Regions from separate parts of the Bombyx mori genome. Here region 2 is linked to region 1. A link is a contact called in public Hi-C data. All regions are on one chromosome and are shown on one strand. Each heading gives the region's core, a stretch centred on a gene start, on an enhancer-like site or on the middle of the called end of the contact. The rest is flanking DNA. Distances are from core to core; before and after follow the strand shown.

Region 1 (5,289 bases), core at 1,499-3,998:
CGACGTCCAGTACGAGTTCATTCACCTATGCAATAGAAATTACAAGCGCAGTCTTCTAAGTCAATCAAACAACAATTAATTTCCCTCGAAATAGCGCGCTATACGGAAGAGGAGCAGAACTTTGTTTTTGTTGGTTTTTTAGACTTTTAACTTTGCATTTTTCGAGAAAAGGTCGACCGACGCCTTCACAATAATGTTCGCCACTTTAACTTCCGAAAAAAAAAACATCTTCGTTCTTTTTTTCCTTCCGTGGGCTCCTCTTTGAAGTTTCGTCAACCCTCTTCCAAAAGTTGTGGACGACTCACAGATATTTTAGCCCTTCAAGTGTTCCCGTTCGAGTTAATTTTACTGTTTCAACTGTTGTAAAGCTGTTTTGATGGTTTCACTTTATGTTTCGTGAATGAACGATTTAGATCATTTTACAATCGTTATTTTACGGATCAATACGTATAATAATATGTGATTCGTTGTAATAGGCCAAAACGAATAGGCAGTTTCCAATATTTACAGAGGCAAAGACAATTGTTTGGCAAAACTTTGAGTGGTTATTAAGGAAAGAAAATTAAAATTCCTGCATTTAGGCACACTTGACTTGCAGATTATTTCAAACAAGCATTGTCTATCTTATCTTATTGACTTCTATCAAGTTGCAAATATTAGTAATCTACTACAATGTCGGTTGCGCCTGTCATTTGTTTATTCTGTCAATAAATCTAATGTGGAACAATAAATCGTGAAAACTAAGCTTTATTTAAATTCAGTTCAATACTTTTGTGATAGTACAAGTCTATGGTCAAAATTTAGATAGTTATTATAACGTACCTATATCATTAATGTGTATGCGACATTCTCACGCATCATTATAGAGTGATTACTTTATTTATTATATTACTTTCAAATATAATTTTTTTTGTCGTACTGTTAACATATAAATTTAGGCTATTTTTCCGCTGTTTGTAAAATTGCTGTAACATGTCATAGTTTGTTATAAGAGATTGCTGTACATGCCTGTAACTGGCTTACATACCAGTACTCAATTATATACATGTTAATTTTAAGCTTGAATGTTTTGTGTGTATTGCTGTTGGTGTGTCTAAATAAATAAATAAATTACAATTCAAAATGAATCATTTCTCTTTATGCTTCCAGGTCAAACTACAAACAGGTCAAACTAAATTTCAAATCACACCTTTCCAAAATTTATCATACTAACTGGCTGATTTGAGTATAAAATAAAAAAAAATCATTTCATTCAAATCATTTGTTTATTCTGTCAATAAATCTATTGTGGAACAACGTCTAAATTGCAATGCAAACCTTCAGATTGTACTAAATGATTGGACTCAATTGGTTGTTTAAAATAAATCAATCAAAACTGCAATGCGAGTTTGGTTAACAAAACGTCATTGAACATACAAAATAGTATACGTTGGATTTGTTTTTACGAAATTTAACATTTCAATGTCACACTTTTTATCCATAAGATTTATCGAATATAAAATAATCAGTGAAATTCATGATTTTTCATTATTTGACATAATTATTGTCACCCAGTTGCAAGTAGAGCACGGGAGCGGCGGCCAGAAGCTTGATGAAAAAATGCGCCTATAAATCCTAAATACATCGCTTCGAATCACATCAGTGTTGTTCAGTAAACCAGAAATTATTTATTTTATAACCCGATAATATAATATCGTTGTTGTAAGTAAACAATAGTTAATTACATGTTGCAGTTATGTTTTTTGCTTGTTAGCAATACACATTTCAACTACAATTTTAAGCCTATAATTTTGTGTGGATGAGTTTCGATTTTAACTTTATTAAAAGTTGTAATATTCTGTGCCAGTTTTTCCTTTTCGGTTATATGAATAAATTACTTTTTGCCGTGTCTTTTTTTAGTTATTAGTCTTTCGTTTTGAAATTGGCCTAAAGTAAACAAGTAATGTATTTGTAAACAATCGCACAGTGATGCTTATTTTTTTAGTTTTTGTTTTATTCGATATTCTACAGCCCTAGAGGTTCGTTACTTACCAGTCGTACCATCTATAATATAGGTATGCAGTGGACGATATCACTCACAACACTAATCACGTTAAAACATCTCGAGCACGCATCACAGTAATGAGCAAAGGCGGATCGCGTCACGGGGCCGTACTGACCTGCCACTCTTGGTGATCACCATCTCGGTGCCGAGCTTGTGAAACTTCTCCCAGAGGTCCTTGCCTTCAAGGGTGACCTTAGGATCGTCGACGACACCGTCGTCGTCAGGCGGTAGAGGCGCGTACGGCGGCGGCGGAGGCTTGAGCAGAGGACAGGGAGCGGACAGCGCGGCGGCAGCGGCCAACGCGGCCGGCAAGTAAGGCGGCGGCGGCAGCGCGCCCGCCGTCAGCAGCGCCGACACCGAGAAGTCGCTCGGGCGCGGCGCCAGCAGCGGATGGAAGGCGACGGCGTCGCGCCGCTCCGCGCCCTCGAAGCGCATGCCCGCGCCGCCTGGGGCCCACGGCGCGCGCTCCACGACCGGCGTGCCCGGCGGCTCGCGCTCATGCAACGTCCATAACGCGCCGACCGGCGACTCGTTCGCGACACTTTTCGCTCGTCCCGTGGCGGCGACCGCTCTCGCGGCAGGCGTCAAACGACTGGCCGCCGGCGGCGCCGCGTCCGACACCCCTCCGCCGCGCGCCGCCCAATGGCGCTGGCGGGCGGGGCCGCGTTGTTTCCCGGCGGCGCGAGGTGTCCGCCACACCTCGCCGAGGGGCGCTCCGCTAATCTGGTTAATGCGGCGCGCGGGGGCGACACTCGCGCTCGCCGCCGCGCCCGCCGCCTCCTTCTAATTGGACACGTTTCCGTTCCTTCATCAATTGAGCTCGTTACGTTCTCGATGTATCTTTTGTGGTGCGATGCTAGACTCGGCCCTCCACATTGCGACCTCATACTGAGAAACTCACGAGGTTCTCACAGGCGTTCTCGGCTTAAAAATGGTCCAAATACGTACCTACATAAGAGAAAGACAATAGTCGTGTGCTTGAACTTTGTAGACAGTTCGTCCTTTAAAACTTTTGTATTAACTTAACTTCTGGGGAGAAGTAAAATCGCCGTTGTCATTTCACTGTAATTATTCGAGTTTCTTTTGTTGTTTTTGAAGTCACATTTACTTAACATTGGTAAACTATAAATATCATTAAAATTATTTCTTAAACTATAATTACGTAAAATCAGTTTTTTCCACTAAAGCTTAACAAAAAAATGTTTTTCTCGAATCTGTTTTTCATACAACGTATTTCAAATGCAAAATCTAGCTTTAGTGTACTTACCATATTAATTAAATAATATCAATTCGGAAGGCTTATTTTCTCGGGGCAATATCTTGAAATCGTGAAAGCTAAACTTTATTTAAATTCAGTTCAATACTTTTGTGATAGTACAAGTCTATGGTCAACATTTAGATAGTTATTATAACGTACCTATATTATTAATGTGTATGCGACATTCTCACGCATCATTATAGAGTGATTACAATTCAAAGGAATCATTTCTCTTTATGCTTCCAGGTCAAACTACAAACAGGTCAAACTAAATTTCAAGTCACACCTTTCCAAAATCTATCATACTGGCTGAATTGAGTATAAAAAAAAACAAAATATATTTTTTTGTATTACAGGAATCTTCAAAACGGACTAGAAGTTGCAATAATTTAACGTAGGTAAATCGCTTTGATCGTGTAAAAAAACTATTTACAGAACGCTGAAACAATTTTAAAGTCCAGAAATAATATTGGAAATGATTTATTCCGATAGCCGTTTAAATTTTTATGTACCTAGATTTGTTTACGTGTTTTAAGAAAAATGCACAGTTTTTATTAACTGTCTATAAAAGTTGTTATTACTCTTAAGCTTATCGGTGTAGCATTTCGGTTTGTGATCTGAGATATACCTACACAAGTCTTTTTACGAAAATTGCGCGGACGGAGGAGTATGAAATTTTCCACACTTATAAAGAATACAGAGAAGTGCACAATGCTAATATTTTTTTTAAATAATGCATAAAAGATACATTAAATCAATAAAGAAAACATTACACACACTACATACCATGTATTTAATGCACACACGCATGCATACTATTTATTGTCAAACTTTTGTTCTTGACGTCTGTTGTCAAATTGAGAATAGATTAAATATTGTTTGCCTTTGTTAATAATTTTCATAGTGTAGTCTTGGCGAAATTTGTGATTATAGAAGTATAAAATACAATCATAATAGTGTACAAACTTACAAATCCAATTAATTATAGTCGAATTTCGACTACTGCGGGACCTCTAGTTGTAATAAACATGACATAACTTATTCTGTATGAAAAACTCAAGAACGATTTTCCACAATGGAGAGACGATAACGTGTGATGGAAATTAAATTCACACTTTTTGCATTTAATATTTATATTTGAGATGGACATACGGAAAAATTGGTAACTCGATTTGAAACACCAATAGCCCATAGCTGCCATGAAGAAAATACTATTGTTCAACTTTAAATATAACTTCGTAGACCGGATTTAAGACCGACAATCCTTCTTATGAATCGGAATGCCTCATGTTTTTGGGGTGAAAAAAATAATTGCAATAGTGGCGTGTTTCTGCTGAGCTGTTGAAGACAAATGTGGACTAAGCTATTTAAGTATCACCCTAGGGCTGGTGAGAGAAAGAGTTAGTCATCGTGGCCTTTAGGATAAGACGTCCGGTCCATTCGGATCTAGCGATGCACCGATGTTCGAATCCCGCAGGCGGGTACCAATTTTTCTAATTAAATACTATAACACTAGATGCGCTGTAAGCTCGTCCACCTTTCTATGCAATAAAAAATAAATAAAACAGATATATTCGACTGACTATGTGGCATTAGAGTTAGCGTCCCGAACAACTGGGTCGTGGTTCGCTTCCCACATCGGGCGAACATTCGTGTGACTTATAATGCGTTTCAAATAAGAATGTACATGGACCCGCGCCATATTGTGACGTCATAGCTGTCAAATCGAAAAAATAGGTAAAGTCAGTAAAAAAGGTAGGTATTTTTAAATATTAATTTATAATCCAAATCTCCGAGTTTGCCGATTTCACTCATCCAACTGCTTGAGTAATCATCATCATCGTCACCCATCTATAGATTTATAGGGCCCAACAGTGTTGCTGCCTTGATTTTTAAATAGGTAGGTAATAAAAAAAAATAGTTTTTCTTTTATATAATCTAAATTCCTGTTTTATTTACCTCGACCAGTACTAAGCATATCAAGAAA
Region 2 (5,289 bases), core at 1,894-4,393, 95 kb before region 1:
TTTTTAATTCAAATTTATTTTCTATTTTTTTAGTTAAATTTTGTATAAAAGCGTATTTTCTTAATTTTTTTAAACTATTATTTATTTTTAATTTTTTAGTTGAATTTAAATTTTTCAATTTTTTTTTAATATTTAATTATCATCGGTCCTTAATAATTATACCAAATTTCGAGTTAATCCGACGTTTTGAAGGGGGTCAAAATCATGTTCAAAGATTCCGTTACATACTAACGTACGTACGTCTGAAGCTAATAAAAGCGTATTAAAAAGAAGATGTAGGTATACCGCACGTACACGAGCCCACCGTACGGTAATAGATTAATGATACAGGTCGCGAGGTCCGTGTTTAAATGAGGATCCTCACTCGTGAGCGAGGGTTAGCTGGAGTGCGCGTGAGGTGGCCACCCGTGCGCGAGCGAGAGGGACGATGGGCGCTCGCTGGAGGCGCCACCGACGCGCCACGGGGCGGCGCCCGCGTCGGCCCCACGCGCACGACACGTCTTATTGAGAAATTCCCGAGATGATGCATAATTCTCCTTTTGGTTTCCTGTGTAGTCATTTTACTCCCTGTTAACAATATTACCGATTCGGTGACCGGAGCGCAGACGCATATTTTAACGGAAACATCGCCGCAGTCGGCCTTTGTTTGCGCTTTGTTGGTTATTTTTTTGTGATTCTCGAAGCATCGCGAACGCATGTCGAAAGCAATTGTTGAGAATTTGGTGTATCGTTTAGCTGATTTAATAGAATTCCTAATCTTGACGATCTACTCAACATTTCATATCTCATAGTTACCATTTTAAAAAGTTCATTTATTCTGAAAATATGAAAAATTATCTTGAAACTCGCAAAGCTATTCCTTTTTTTAGTATACTTGTTTACTTCCTTTCAATTTACTAAGAATATTTTATTGTAATTTTACGATGAATTACCAACATCAAAAAAAAAGTTCGCTTATACCACACTCGGTTCAAACCGCCGAGCTGTTAAAACAGCAATCACGGTTATCACGACAGCTATGCTAATAAGACATGCTAATTCTCAAAACCAACAAGCGTCGAACAAAAAAATTGTGGGACGATCGCCCGAGGTCAAAAAAGGAGTAAAACTATAGCAGCAGACAGGCGCCAGGGCCAATTACGCGGGTCCACAGTGGCCCTAAGCCTGAGCAGAGATGGTCGCGCCACCCCGGGAATGCGGCTATAACTTTCTAGACTTTGATGACCTCAGAGAACCGAAAGCATATTGTGTTGTTCGGAGACAATGTGTATCATGTGATTTTTTTTTAAAATGTTTAACAGGAAAAAGCAGATTCCGTCGGCGTTTGTTTGTTGTTTGTTCCTTATGGCGGTTTTAAATAGCTGATTTTCAGTATACTCCGTATTACCTTTTTTTTTATAACTATAATATTTCGTACCTGACATTTCATGATTTAGTTATAATTTATTCCAAATTCAGTAAAGTTGCTTAGATCATTAATCAAGCTATTACGTTTATCAGTACTGTCCAGGATACGACTATGTCAGAACGAAATGTTAGCCATACGGGTTCTTACCGCGAATTACCTACACATTTGATTAGTTTCCGATAATTCGGTGTGTTGCAAGCGTCATGACCACGGCTAGAATTGTGGTGGGAGCCCGTTAAATAATAATGCCTGTAATTCAGATAGACGAGAAAATTTCAAATGACTCTTAAATTATATAGTAAGTATTGGAACATCATAATAATTTATATCTTTCAATTTGTTTAGTGAAGGCATTTTGCGCAAAGCATATTCAAACGAATTTTATAGATTCGTTGTTGGCTTTTCTATGGATGGATCTAGCTGGCCTAAAGATTTATCCAGCTTCACCAAGATGGGTGGGCGAAGTCAAGGGCTCAGTCAGGAGATAGATTTATAAAATAGTACCATCAATGGAGAGTCGCGGGAACGTATTTCCAATAAATGTGTGTCCTTTAAGATATTTCCAGTTATTCTTACAGAAAGATTTTCGATAGTATTTGCTATTGTATCGTTTTCTTACAATGTGTAAAATTTCGTATTCAAACCTTTGAGAATAGGATTAGGATCTTGTCCTTAGAATGTGTTTGCTGTATGGCACAACACCCTGCCTATTTCTGCCGTGAAGCAGTAATGCGTTTCGGTTTAAAAGATAGAGCAGCCGTTGTAACTATACTGAGACCTTAGAACTCATATCTCAAGGTGGGTAGTGGTATTTACGTTGTAGATGTCAATGGGCTCCGGTAACAACTTAACACCAGGTGGGCTGTGAGCGTCCGCCCAGCTACGCAATAAAAAAAATTCACAATAGACTTATTCATCTTTTTAAATAACGTTTAGAATTTGGTGTGAGGCATCTGTTGTGTAACCACTAACAGTGTTGACTGCGGTAACCCCCTTGCCCCTTCTGGGTTCTGATCGTTTAGTGAGTAGGCCCTTAATTCCATCCTTGGGCCCGCGGTCCGCTTCCAGCATCTGCAGACCATCTAGTGACAGATACCCTGTGCGTCCCCAGTCGCGGGGACCTTGTAGGAGCTTCGGTCCCTGCCCCATTCAACCTCTTTTTTTATCTCCTACCTATGCTGATAGCCTTAAGAGGGTAAGCTTCGCCCTAACGTATAGGTGAGCTCACGGGGCTCAAACCGGAGTGTTGCTAACACTGGCCCTAGCAAGAGCAGCGCTTTGCAGAATCTACCACCGGATCGGAAACGCGACCCACTGAGAAGATCCGGCGAGAAATTCAGTGGGCTGTGTCTGTGGGTAATTCAACGTTAAAGACCGTAATACGGTTTGATAAATAAGGACTTTAAAAAAAAATCCAAAACTTGTTGATCAAACAGCCTTGTTGAACGCCCAAATTTGGTAAGCACCTACAAGCTTGTAGAGACCGGTCTTCTGATCAGAACGTCTGTGGTTTCTCAAGAACGATAAGCTTGTATCGTATGCGAAAAATTACTGCGCGAATAGTCGAGTAGCTTGGTGTTTGGCCGAATACCCCAATAGTCAATTTCCCGATGTTATCCTCGACGCCAGTAATGCCGGACATACTGATCCGGTAATTCGACCGTGCGGGGCGTGACCGGATGCCTGTGACGTCAACCAGTTTGACCAATCACGAGGCGCCATTCGTAATCTCATTGACACCCTTGTACCGGTGAGTAAGGGCGATATCACACATTTGTATAGGCTGACATTTTGTTGGGCCATTAAGAGTTGTCATTCATAGTCATCAAGTCGAAAGGTGATGTTCCGATATTGTTATTTTCTAGTTATGTATATGATGATGCTTTGGTATGTTTTCTTAGAGTAAAATTAAGTCATCGAATTGTTTTTATTGTTAAGGATAACCCATCTTCGAATTTCTTTGTGATACATTTTTTTTATGTTAACTGTTTTCCCAATTTCCATTCCTTTTAAACTTATTTCAGACTATAGTGCGCCTGCTAAAGAACTATATTGCATTGCTATTTATTTATATACTATGTTAAAATTATTTAGAATTAATGAAGAGACAATGAATCGACGAAATCATTGCTTTGTAAAATGTAAATGTTGTTTTGTCAGTAAATTTGCATGTACATAAAACTATTTACACACTCGGCGTTTTTGGCATGTTTTCAAGTAAATATACTTAAAGTTAACTTAGGTAGGTACCCCCTGCGAATTTAAACTTCGAACCACAACGAATTATTAGTGCTTCATGAAGGACTAGCCAGCTTCTTACTAAACGATTGAAATTGAAAGAAAAAGGTTTATAAGGGGTACTGTTAATTTTTGTTGTTTTCTAATGCAAAGGAATTATTGTCTCTAGTGCTCATGGATGTAAGCAATGCAAGGGATACACAGTCATACCGTTGTCTTCCGTCGAGGTATCTTATCAAGCCTCAATTGACACAGGGATGAAACTGTTACGATTACGATTAATAGTAACAATCGATTATCATTATGAATATCTAACGAATTATTTATGACCTAAAAGAAAAAACAGTACGCAGCCGCTTGGCTCTACGCCTAGCATTGCTGAAATCCATGGGCGACGGTAACCACTCACCATCAGGTGGGCCGTATGTTCATCTGCTAACAAGGGAAATAAAAAAATAAAAACAGACTAACGATCCTGAGCCCAGTAATGTTGTTTTTTAAACAACAAATAAATTCTTTATTTGGGTTATTGATTCCTCAGTAAAAATATTTTAAAGTAGGTAAAGTATGTTTTATTAAAAAAAAAAAGAAATAATTGTATGAGTTATCGTAATAGCTAAATGATGAGTTCATTACGAGAGTTTGACATGAACATGTTGTTGCGTTTAGTGGAAGAAAATAGCTACATTCCAAAGTCGGGTGGCGAAGAATAGTGGGTAGTTCATGGATCGGGTCACGTGACTTGCCTTGCGAGAGGTCCTTGGTCCCGCAGTGGACTAAAATAGGCTGTTAATGATAACGATGTCTTCTAATTGCCAGTCAGACAGATCAGATACGATCTTCTGGCCGTAAAAGCTTTCGTATGGGTTATCGCCGACTAAAGAATCAAATAATAGACCCATTTCAGCATTGTATCTATATTTAGGGTATAACATAGCAATGAACCAAATTTAATCAAAATAGAGGTAGCATTTGTTGTTCAGACAAAAAATTGTTACAACAAATAATCACAGAAACTATCGCAAACTTGGAAACATCATGTTAACCAATGAATCCAAACGAAAAAATTCTGATACAATCGATTCTCATCCTTATATCCTAAAGCTTACAGTACATTGAAAACATAAATAAATTATCTCGGAACTAAACTAGGGTGCGTTCCAAGGGGTGCACAAACAATAGAAACGTCGGATTAGTGTTCAGTGTGGAAGAGGCTTAAGCTATTACGTCACGCCTCGCAATGGCCGCCAGGGTATATTAATAATATTTTATTATTACATTTATCGCTGAATTACAAACATTATGCTTGTTCGAGAAATATTTCAATGGGTTAGCAAGCTTATCTTTGGTTTTGTGTACACGCTACCGATAATGTTTGGGAGTTTTCTTCAAAATAACAAAAACTGCTGGTAGGTCCTCTTGTGAGTCCGCACGGGTAGGTGCCACCACCCTGCCTATTTCTGCCGAGAAGCAATAATGCGTTTCGGTTTGAAGGGTGGGGCAGCCGTTGTAACTATACTGAGACCTTAGAGCTTATATCTCAAGGTGGGTGGCGCATTTACGTTTGTAGATGTCTATGGGCTCCAGTAACCACTTAACACCAGGTGGGCTATGAGCTTGTCCGTCAATCTAAGCAATAAAAA

What was found. A called contact is a pair of places that touch in the nucleus more often than the background predicts.
Region 2: a Hi-C map of whole pupa shows a contact between it and region 1, with 2.4 times the contacts expected there. The contact joins the enhancer-like site here to the promoter of LOC101735390 in region 1. A contact is called at or near these places in 2 of 7 Hi-C or Micro-C datasets (midgut and whole pupa).

The regions. Positions count from the first base shown.
Region 1 is chr16:8,464,137-8,469,425 of ASM3026992v2, reverse strand. LOC101735390 (optomotor-blind protein) reads right to left here and starts at 2,748. Exons shown (of 7, transcript XM_038016614.2): 1 at 2,160-2,748. The coding sequence starts at 2,479.
Region 2 is chr16:8,559,960-8,565,248 of ASM3026992v2, reverse strand. The region is part of intron 3 of LOC101735390 (optomotor-blind protein); the gene reads right to left. Among protein-coding and RNA genes, the nearest start is that of LOC134200339, 87 kb to the left of the region's middle. Within about 2 kb of position 3,143, at least 6 of the 8 cell types and tissues checked have open chromatin away from gene starts, as enhancers often do.